2 separate regions of the Sus scrofa genome follow, and region 1 is linked to region 2. The links are chromatin contacts, called in public Hi-C maps. All regions are on one chromosome and are shown on one strand. Each heading gives the region's core, a stretch centred on a gene start, on an enhancer-like site or on the middle of the called end of the contact. The rest is flanking DNA. Distances are from core to core; before and after follow the strand shown. Region 1 holds the start of LOC102158685 (a long non-coding RNA gene). Region 2 has its middle 920 kb from the start of ADAMTS5.

The links. Hi-C and Micro-C count contacts between places; a contact is called where the count stands out from the background.
Region 1: a Hi-C map of liver shows a contact between it and region 2, with 4 times the contacts expected there. The contact joins two enhancer-like sites. A contact is called at or near these places in 1 of 5 promoter capture datasets (liver) and 2 of 47 Hi-C or Micro-C datasets (both in liver).

The regions. Positions count from the first base shown.
Region 1 is chr13:191,453,818-191,459,028 of Sscrofa11.1, reverse strand. It overlaps LOC102158685 (a long non-coding RNA gene), which reads right to left and starts at 512. Exons shown (of 5, transcript XR_002338021.1): 1 at 347-512. Within about 2 kb of position 3,763, at least 4 of the 83 cell types and tissues checked have an H3K27ac peak or open chromatin away from gene starts, as enhancers often do. A contact at or near this core is called in liver, where this site is marked.
Region 2 is chr13:191,325,383-191,330,579 of Sscrofa11.1, reverse strand. No RefSeq gene overlaps it. Among named protein-coding and RNA genes, the nearest start is that of ADAMTS5, 920 kb to the right of the region's middle. Within about 2 kb of position 2,584, at least 4 of the 83 cell types and tissues checked have an H3K27ac peak or open chromatin away from gene starts, as enhancers often do. A contact at or near this core is called in liver, where this site is marked.

The DNA.
Region 1 (5,211 bases), core at 2,514-5,013, 130 kb before region 2:
AATCCCAAGGTCTAGACATCTTTAATACTCTCATGGAGTATTAAAATATATTGTTATATATAACCAGTTCTATTCTTTATCTATTATGCCATATATAATCTTGTCTTATATATAAAACTACCTTATTTTATTGATTGGTCCTCTAGAGAAGACTATGTCATGTGAGAAGTCACATATTAAAGGACAAAGGAAGATATAATTTTTAAAGAACGTGAGATAAAAATGCTTCCATTGAACTGAAACAACCCTTCATGGGCTTAGCAGCAATCACCTTCTTGCTGCTATTAAGCCCTTCACCATTTTTGATCAATTTTCGAATCTGGTTCATTTATTACTGATCACTTACCCTTTCTGAAAATATGTCAGATTCTCAGCTGTCCTTATATAATTGAACTCTTTTTGTGGCTTTGCCAGCTTCTCCCCTGGGTCCCACGCGTCTCTTCGTATGACTTTTCCCCTGGCCTCCTTTCAGTCCACACTCCATCCATCACTGAACCCAGTTACTGTGATAGCATGTGGTTATATGTTTACTCTCTTGCCTAACTCTCAGAGTTATCCATTGTGGTACTATTTAACCAGTTTCTCATGTACCTTTGATCTTTTACTCTCCCTCATTCTGTAGATCCTTTCTGTCATGTAAACCTGTATTCTCTATTTTGGGAAATATTATAAACTTACAGTTTTCTTTCAATTTCCACATCACCATTATTAAGTCAAATCTATATCAACATGTTCTTGGCTTGCTGTAGGAGCATCTTCCCAATTTTTCTTGAAATGAGTTTTCCCTAGCAATACAATTCAATATGCAAAATTTTCCAAATTAATTTTCACACATCAGTTATATCTTCCAATCAGCAGGGGCTAAAGTACCACTATTCATAGAATTCTGTGTTTGACATTATATGACATACAACGCCAAAGAATTGAGTGAGAGAGCTAACTTTCAAGGAAAGTACCATTTAATTGGGACAATGCAAATTCATTAGATAGCAAGAAAACAAAATGGAACATGTAAAATTGCATGATAGATAAATATTCACAGATTTCTAAGAAAGTTATATTATCGGATGGGGAAGAAATGTCGATTTCCATGGATTATTAAAAATAAGTTGCATTTAAACTGGTAGAATTCTTAGAATAAGTATTCAGCCTATAAGCAAATGTAGGAATTGTATGCAATATTTTGAGTCTTTTAATAACTTCGCTCCGAGATAAAAATGGGGTAGAAATAGAAGATCAAAGATTGAAAATGATTGATCTAGAGCATTGACTGATTGAAATAGGTAGATTGATACATAAGTAGTTAGATAGATATATAGACACATAGACACAAACAAAAATGATGTACATGTATTAGGTAATACAATAGACAAATGGATGGATGGGCAAATGGATGGATAGAATGATAGCTACATGGATCTAGAAAGAACATTATACATAATAATGCAGAAATTTGGAAGTTCCCATTGTGGTGCAGTGGAAATGAGCCCGACAAGTATCTATGAGGATGTGAGTTTGATCCCTGGCCTCACTCTGGCATTGCCTTGGGCTGTGATGTAGTAGCAGGTGTGGCTCAGATCCTGCGTTTCTGTGGCTGTGGTGTAGGCCAGCAGCTATAGCTCCACTTCAACCCCTAGCCTGGGAACTTCCTTGTGCAGGTTGTAGCCCTAAAAACTAAAACAAAATAAAACAAATCCAGAAATATAATGCCCCTCTAGGAGAGATATTCAATTTACTTTGAGTAATTAAAAATTTTTAATTATATTAGGATGCAGTGTCTCCTGATGATATTTCAGTAAAAGAGTAGGTGCGGAGGACTTGCTCAGACAATAAATTCAGAGCAAATTACTCAGGAACTATCTTTTTATATTAGGCAATAGGAGCAAGGTAAGGGTGAATCTACAAATATTTTTATTTGTAGGTGAGCTTTTGTGAAATTGAGAGAGTTCTCTATAGGGACCTTGTAGTTCATGAAAAGAAGGCATTTCACTGAAGATAATATCACAAAGCTGATTAATATATTTTTCTCCACATTTGTTTTATTTTCTTAAATAAATAACAACATGGTTATATTTCACACCATCTCAAAATACACAAAGTAGATAATTTGTATGTTTTTCTTTAGATGTTTGAATGCAGTGATGAATGATTTTTAAGGGTCTATTTAAAAATAAGAGGGCCCATTCCTGCTTCAGTAATAATCTCTAGATAGAAAGAGTAAACATTTTTATTTCATTTTATCCATTCAAACCCTGACAAAAGGCCATATGGGGAGACCTAGCTAGAGGGAGTACTAACCTTCAAATTTAAATAAGACATTTTGCACTTCCTAATTCTTGTGTAAACAAGTAAAAAGAAAACTTTTTATTAATTCAATGCTTTTATTCACTAGTTGATATAAAAGTCTAGTTTCGTTTGGGCATTTACAGCCATGATATTTATGGCGACATCTTTTTTTTTTTTAAAGAGCAAAAATTCTAAATTCAGTAATGTTTCAAATTAGAGCTGTTGTTGCCAGCCTATGCCACAGCCACAGCAACACAAGATCTAAGCTATGTCTGCGACCTACACCACAGCGTCCTCATGGATACTAGTTGGGTTCATTGTTGCTGAGCCATGACGGAACTCCTAAATTCAGTAATGTTAAATTCCATTGTAAAAAAATAAATAAATAAACAAAGAATGGTCCTCTAAGAGAGTCACTTATGCTAAGCTCTGCATCACCAAATGAAGGTTTAATTACAGTATTAACAATCCCAGAGATGGAATCTCAGAGCAGTCAACAGGAATCGCCTGATCAGTACCATTAGGTCATCTGCCTGACAGATCCCTGCCATCCTCTTAAAGCAAAGTGACCTTGACATAACCCACCCAAGTTTTATGACTAGTCTAACTTCCTTGTTCCATCTCCCTTCTAGATACAAAAGCCTTTCATCCTGTACCACTCTTTGGAATTCCTTTCTATCTGTTAGCTTGGATTCTGCCTGATTCAAATCAATTTTTGCTCAAATAAACTTAAAAAGTTTAATATCATCTGTTTATCTCTTACCACCATCAAACTGAAAGTTAGACTCATACATTGTAAATGATATGGATTAGGAACAATATTTACTGTGATAGATGTCTTGCTAGTGAACCTTTTTACCCACTGTGATTCCATCTTGACCTCAAAATAAATAATACATTCTTTTCCAGTCTCTCAACAATAGCCAAAATATAGGGAAAGGAGAGATTACGGTGGGAATAATTCAAGTAAAGCAGTAGATTAGGAAATACTTATGGATCTTCTATATTGCTCTTGCAATAATTTAGAGCAGTGCTTAGGGCCACGTGGTATTGTGGGCTTTTAGCCTCCATTTAACTTTTATACTTCATTTAACTGGTATTGCTAGAAAATGCTTTTTCTATCTCCGGCTACTTCATAGTCTTAAAAATAGAACTGTAGCTTCCATTAGACCTTCTAAATAATTTTCTCCCTCCCTACCTATATCAAGTCTCTAGTAACGCAATCAGTGGTGCTCTTCCTCCCAAATATCACACTAATATTGCTTATGTAGAAAAATTCCTTGAAATGATTTATTCTTGACAATAATTTTAAGAATGTAAACAGTCTAGTAAATGATTAATGTGCTCACCTTCTGACCATTTTAGAGAAATCTTTGCACATGGCTAAACAAATAGATCTTTGCAGAGCATAATAAGATATGCCTCTGCTCTCTGCTTTCTTGATTGATTTGGCTTGCTGTACAATCATTAAGCTGAGGTCTCTCTTAAAGGGCAGAAAGGACTTCTGGCAGGAAGCCACTTTGGCAGGCACTTCTGTGTTGTGGTCTGTTTGGTTCATCCGTAGAGACATGGATTAGGATAGAATTATAGGAAATCCTATTGAGGTAAAGGTCTACTGGATAAGAACAGGGAAAATTAATTTAAGCCTCTCTGCTCCTTCAACACAACCTTTTAAAATACCAGGTTACAGTGTGTTCACTTCACTTGTAATTTTGATATAAGATACTAATGGAAATGACATTTGAAAAGGGACTGACTTCTCTGTATAAACTATTGTTGGTATGTCCTAATAGTACCTTTCCTTGTGGGAATTAAATGTGGTAATATTTTCCAGGTGGTGGGCACAGATTAGAAGCTATAAAATTCTAAATCTGCGTCGATAAGCATGTCCAATCTCTATCCTTTAGAGGGTAAAGAGTTCTGAAATGTTGACTTATAGGTTAAAATATTAACCTAGCACTGTTATGGATATCCTAATTGTGTTGTTGTTGTCTTAATAGGGATGGAACCTCCCAAAGCCACAATTGTTCTTACTCGGCCTTTAAATGCCCATTGTAATGACATTAACTGATGCTTTAAAGAGAGAAGAAGACAAAATTTTTTTTTTTTTTTTTAATGGCCTCATCTGTGGCACATGGAAATTCCTGGGTCAGGGGTCAAATAGGAGCTGCTGCTGTGGGCCATGGCCAAAGCCACAGTAACGATGATTCAAACTTCACCTGTGATCTATGCCACAGCTTGTGGTAATGCTGGATCCTTAACTCACTGAGTAAGGTCAAGGTTCAAACCTGCATCCTCAGGGACACTCTGGGGAATTCTTAACTCTCTGAGCCACAGTGGGAGCTCCAGAAGAGGACAAATCAGCTGGAAGATAGCCTTGAAAGAGTTAACTGAATCCCTTCGGCTTGTGCCTCCAGCATCTTGGTCAGCCATAGATCAGGGGCCATCTGACCTAACAGTAATACTCGTATATTTAGCATTCACTTGCTTCTCACACCGTCCTGTAATAGTGCTCATGTTTAGTTACGTTTACAGGAGCTGACAGAATTTAAATAACTTCTACAAACTCATAGATGCAGTCAGTGATGGGGCTGGGAGATGAGATCAAATCAATTTGAAATCAACCTCGCCGAGGTATTTCTAGTTGTGTCAGATATGGGAGTACTTCATGCTGTTCTCGGAAATGAAGAAAAAGAAGAAAATAGAGAGAGGAGAAAGAAAGCATAGAAAAGAAAAAAAACAAGCCTTGAAGTTTTGGCAGAAATATCCCTAATGGCCTGACAGAAAGGAGAGGCCTCCGATTCCAAAGGCACAGATGTGTGCCCTGCAATGAAATGGTTGCTGGCCAGACAGCCAGGTACCCATCCAGAGAAGGAGGACTCTGTTTTGGTGAGAGGAGAATAAAGCGGGGGAGGGCCGCAAGTG
Region 2 (5,197 bases), core at 1,335-3,834:
AACATAATTACTGAATATACAACATGCTGGTAAATTCAAACTGTTGTAAAATAAATTCAGGTCAGAATTTATAAAGGAAAGAAAAATACCAAGTTTATCTTTTACCTTTGTGTTCTCAGTTGTGCAAATGTACTAATTGACTTTCATATATAAGGAAACATAACTAAAATTATTATATATGTGGAAATTTCCTGGTCACATTTAAGCAATTGAGATAAAAATAATACATACCCTAGTCTGGTAAAAGGGGCATGAGCTTTGTAGTCTGACTCATTTATGTCTTGTTCTATTGCTTTTTGATTTTTGGCAACTCATCTAGGTTCCTCAGCCTTAATTTACTAATTAGTAAAGTAGGGAAAACTGTCTTTATTTTTTAAGAATAAAATATCAGGCAAGTGAAAAAAAATGTGTGTTATGTACCTGCATATAATTAATTCTACATATCTGTAAATGGAAAAAATATTAAACTTACACTTTTTTTAATAGACCTTTAGAAACATCACAAAGCAAGGGTACACTAATTATACTATTATTTTTCATTTACCATGGTTAGCCACCTCCTAATCACTTAAATATCTCCCTCCCTGAAGAACAAAGCAACTATAAATATTTCTAAAAACAAACAAAAAAGGCATTGAAAAGAGGTTTCCCTAAACTTTATATTTTGTTGTAGTTGAAACATCCCACTCAGAGAGAAAACAGAGATCGTTTTGTCAGACTGAAAAACAACCTACTAACGTATTCACATAATATAACAGCCCACACAAAAGGGTTTGATGTTTAGAGTATTTTTTTTTTAATTTGAACTATCAACTAAAGTTTCTTCATGCTCATCATAGCCAAGTTACTGAGACATTTTGAAAAAGAAACTTCTGAGTAGCATTTATCTCTCTTTATTGTTATGTCAGTTTTATGGAGACACCTGGATGCTTGTCTGTAATTAAACCATTTAATAAAGAACAGTTTACATGATAATAATTTTTTATTTGGTGATTTCCATGAAAATACCTGTACAAATATCCCTTCAAATACAATTGCATTGCAGATGTTTGACTTGAGGAATTCTCTTGTAATCTGAATAGTGTGTTTGTAAAGCATTTTTTTTATCTTGAAAAAATAAAATCAGACAGCATTTATAGGAATTGGAAGTGAATATTACTGTATAAAGTAAAGTTATCAATTGGGATTGTCTTGGTTTCTTCCCAGTGCAGTTCTGGGCTCTAGTTACTTTAATTGTGAAACCTGTTTCAGATTATTATTAATATCTATATAAAATTGATGCTATTATCAGATAGACTTTAGAGTCAGATCAATATGATCTCAAAGCAGGGGTTCAAAGGACTCAATTGCTTTCAGCTTCCATTTGCTGAAAATGAATAAACTTATGGGTTTTTTTGAGGATGATGATTGATGATGGTTTTGATAGAACAGGCAGGTCATAGATTAAAAAACAACAGAGCCTGAGCTCCTTTTACAGCTGTAGAATGACTGCTCAACCTCCTTTTTCTTAGCTTTTGTGAGTCAATTATAACTGTCACTAAGATTTCCAAAGCCTTTACTTCTAACAAAGAAGCTGTGGTTTCTGTTGACTGTACCCTTGGGTAGGCCTGTAAAAATGGAAATTAAAAAAAAAAAAAAAAAAAACCTGCATGAGTAGCCAACACAGTAATCAGAAAGCACATTTGCGTGCATATTTCTCAATTGGATTAACTTGACAAGAATGTACCAAAAACAATATTACAGTCTAATGAGGTTTTTTTCTTTCTCTCTTTTTTTTTATAGGAATGGAATAATAACTTTAAACAGAGCAGACTCAGTGTCGGCTTAGGACCTTGTCTAATTACCTGTAGTCAAAGAGGACGGAGTGGGAAAGACCCAGAGATCAAAATCAAACTACACTCTGTAAACAGAAAGCACTGAAGGGGCAAACACTGTCCTTCTGAAAATAAAAGCATAGGGTGGCAAAATTTAACAGAAATTTGAATTCCAGATAAGTAGTCAGAAAACTCGAAGACAATCAGAGTAGAGACCTCTAGAAAGGAGAATTTATTAGCCAAGAACACAAGGCCACAGACGAAAAAGAGTCTCTTCACAAAAGTCAATTGACATTTGGGAGGAGAAAGGAGGAGCCAGGGTGCTCAGTGCTTTACTAAAAACAAGAACTCAGTCATAAGCCATGAGATTGAGGTCAAGGGCAAATTTACAAAATCATTCACTGTCTTTTATGTCTTTGCTGATTGGAGATAATTGTATACTTTATATACTGTAGGCAAGATGTCAGCAAACTATTTCTGCAGAGGACTGAATAATAAGTTCTTTAGGTTTTGTGAGCTATATTGTATCACAGCAGATATTTGGTAAATGAACATTCTTGGCTGTGTTCCAATAAGAATTTCTTTACAAAAACAGGAGGGAGCCAGATTTTGATAGCTGGCCATAGCTTGTAGACCCCCAATTTAGAAGCTAGAACAAAAATACTACCAAAGTCATATAACAACTTTGGTCTCTGCTAGTTAGGTTAATGTGGTCAGGAGAAATCTAGGCTGGAACCAGAGGAAGTGAGTGCTAGGAGTAATGAGTTGTCATACAACCTTTGTCCTCTGGCCTTACCTTTACTATTCAAATCCTTGGTTGCTCTAACTGGCTTTGCTAGCCTTCCTGTTGCTCAACTATCAAGAAATCTATAATCTCAGAGTCTTTGAGCTTACTCTTGTCTTTGTCCAAAATATTCTTCTAAATACTATCCCTAATTATCTGTTCAAATATGCATATATTTGTAAGGGGTGTGTCAGGAAACAGATTTTACCTTAGATATTCAAATGAGGAAAATTAAATCAATAATCAACTCACATAGTTGTGGGGAAGATTAAAGGAACAGACAGAAAATGACATGCAGAATCTAACAAGAGCAAAAAAGGCAGGATCAAGGGAAGACTCCCAGGAGTCTGAACTGAAAGAACAGTGAAAGAGCCACAGCACCTGACTAAGAATCAAGAGTGGAGCAGACACAGATTTCATTAAATTGATTTCCCTAACATGGGGAAAAAAGCATGTAGATGAACACATGGGATTGGGTAGAAAGTGTCATCTGTGCTTGTCAGAGGACATCCACTGAATATAGACCCTAAACATCAGGGAGAACAGGGTGACTGGTTCAGCAAATGCCAACCAGCATCTCTTTTATGCACAATGGACTCATAATGGAGGTAGCCATGGAGGTTGTTGGCAAGCCCAACAATGTGACTCCTTCCCACAAAGGCTGATTGAGATGCTGCTGTTGCAAAATCCATTCTGCCTCACCAGAGACTAATGCTGGGACCACAATATGTCACTCCCTTGAGGAGGCCTACCAACCACTTGGTTGCAAGTTGGTTATTTTAGATCCTTTCCTAAAAGGTCAGCAATTGGTCATAAGCATAACTCAGGTAAAGGTTTATTTTTCTTATTCTCATAGTATTACATAGTACCACAACTTGAGGGTTCACAGATATACTGACATGTGATTCTGTTATGTAACCTCAGGTAAGGGAACCTATTTTGTGGTGAAAGAGATGTAACCAAGGACAAAAGCCATTGCATACTAAATACCACATTATCCAAAGATATGAGCTGTAGTTCCCTGGTGGCTCAATAGGTTGAGGATCCGGCATTGTCACTGGTGAAGCTCTCTCTAATTACTGCTGTGGCATGCTGTGATCCCTGGCCTGGGAAATTCTGCATGCCTGGGTGAAGCAAAAAAAAAAAAAAAAAAAAAAAGAAAAGAAAAGAGATGTGCCCTGAGAAAGTACTGCAATAGTGCAATAGTTTTTAAAAATGAAACTAAGCACGTTGTTGAAGACATTATTCATGCAGTAGGAGTGCTGTCCCTTGAGCTAGGCAGAATGTACCTTCTTGACTCAATGGTTATTTAACCAATAAGATAGACTACATGAGTCCAGGAACCAAAGGATTAGTTTAGGAATGTCCCTACTTCCCTTCCTCCCAGTGCCCGGTGCTTAGTTTTCAAGAGCTGGCCAAGGGCCAGTCCAGAAAACAGGCATTTTGGTGGAATGTGAATGATTTGAACAACCCACACCTATTGAGTTAACTCTTTCTTATGCACTTATTTAGAAATAAAGAGGTAAATACCAGATGAATACCAAAAAAAAAAAAAAAAATTAGAAAATGTGGAAGTGTCTGCTTCTATGTGGAAAAATAGGGAGATGTAAAGGGTAGAGCATAATACTTCTGGTTTTATGAGTGGCAAGGCCAGAAAGCAGTATGGTTTAAGCTATATATAAATACGGTCATGTATTTCTCTAATACAAGGTATTACATCTTGTGTGTTAATAATTGAGATTGGTATATTTAAAATGAGTTTTTAAAAGAATTAAACTGAAACTAAGAAATTATGGTAAATTATTCAATGAGTGTAACCCACTGGCAATTTTCTCGACATGTTCTAATCTCTTCCTTGATTCCACTTCCATATGTGCACAGTATGCTGTACTTTGGAACATCAGAATCTTATCTTGGTATATTAGCATGCTTATAAAGTTTTGTGGATATATTTAAACAAATAATGTTACTAATCTTAATATTGGTCTTCTATGCTTTTTAAACAAAATTGTGTACATATTTAATGTTATCGAACGTAAGATGTAAAAACTATTTCAGTCAATATACAAGCTGTTGGAAAGAGTATAAAAAAAATTTTCATTCTAAATCTTTAGCCAATACGACCTATAACCCGAGCTATCTCATGCGAACTACTTGTCATGTTCAAGCATTTGCACCTGAAAAGATACTGGTTACATTAGAAAAATAAAAGCAATGGAAATGTGGCAATGCAAATCACACTGTCATGAGAAGTATTTTCTATTGTGGTTTTTACAAGCATATCCATTTCCTTTGCCAGAAAATATTATTATTAAGTAATCAAATTTACATTTGCCACAAAGGAGAGAAATGCTTTTGATCACTTAACGGTGAGAGGATTCTGGTATGTAATGGAATAGAACTCTAATTGGACTCCAACAAAGAGTATCATGGTAGTGTGTTCATATAGGTTTTAAAATGAAGAAAAAAGCAGAGAAAGAAGTGCTATTGTGGCTTGATGACATATTTTCAGATTGTTTTGGGAACTACCAGTAATCTTTCATACTATTTTATATAATTTTTTGACCATCTCTAAGACTGAAACCACCATGAAAAATAT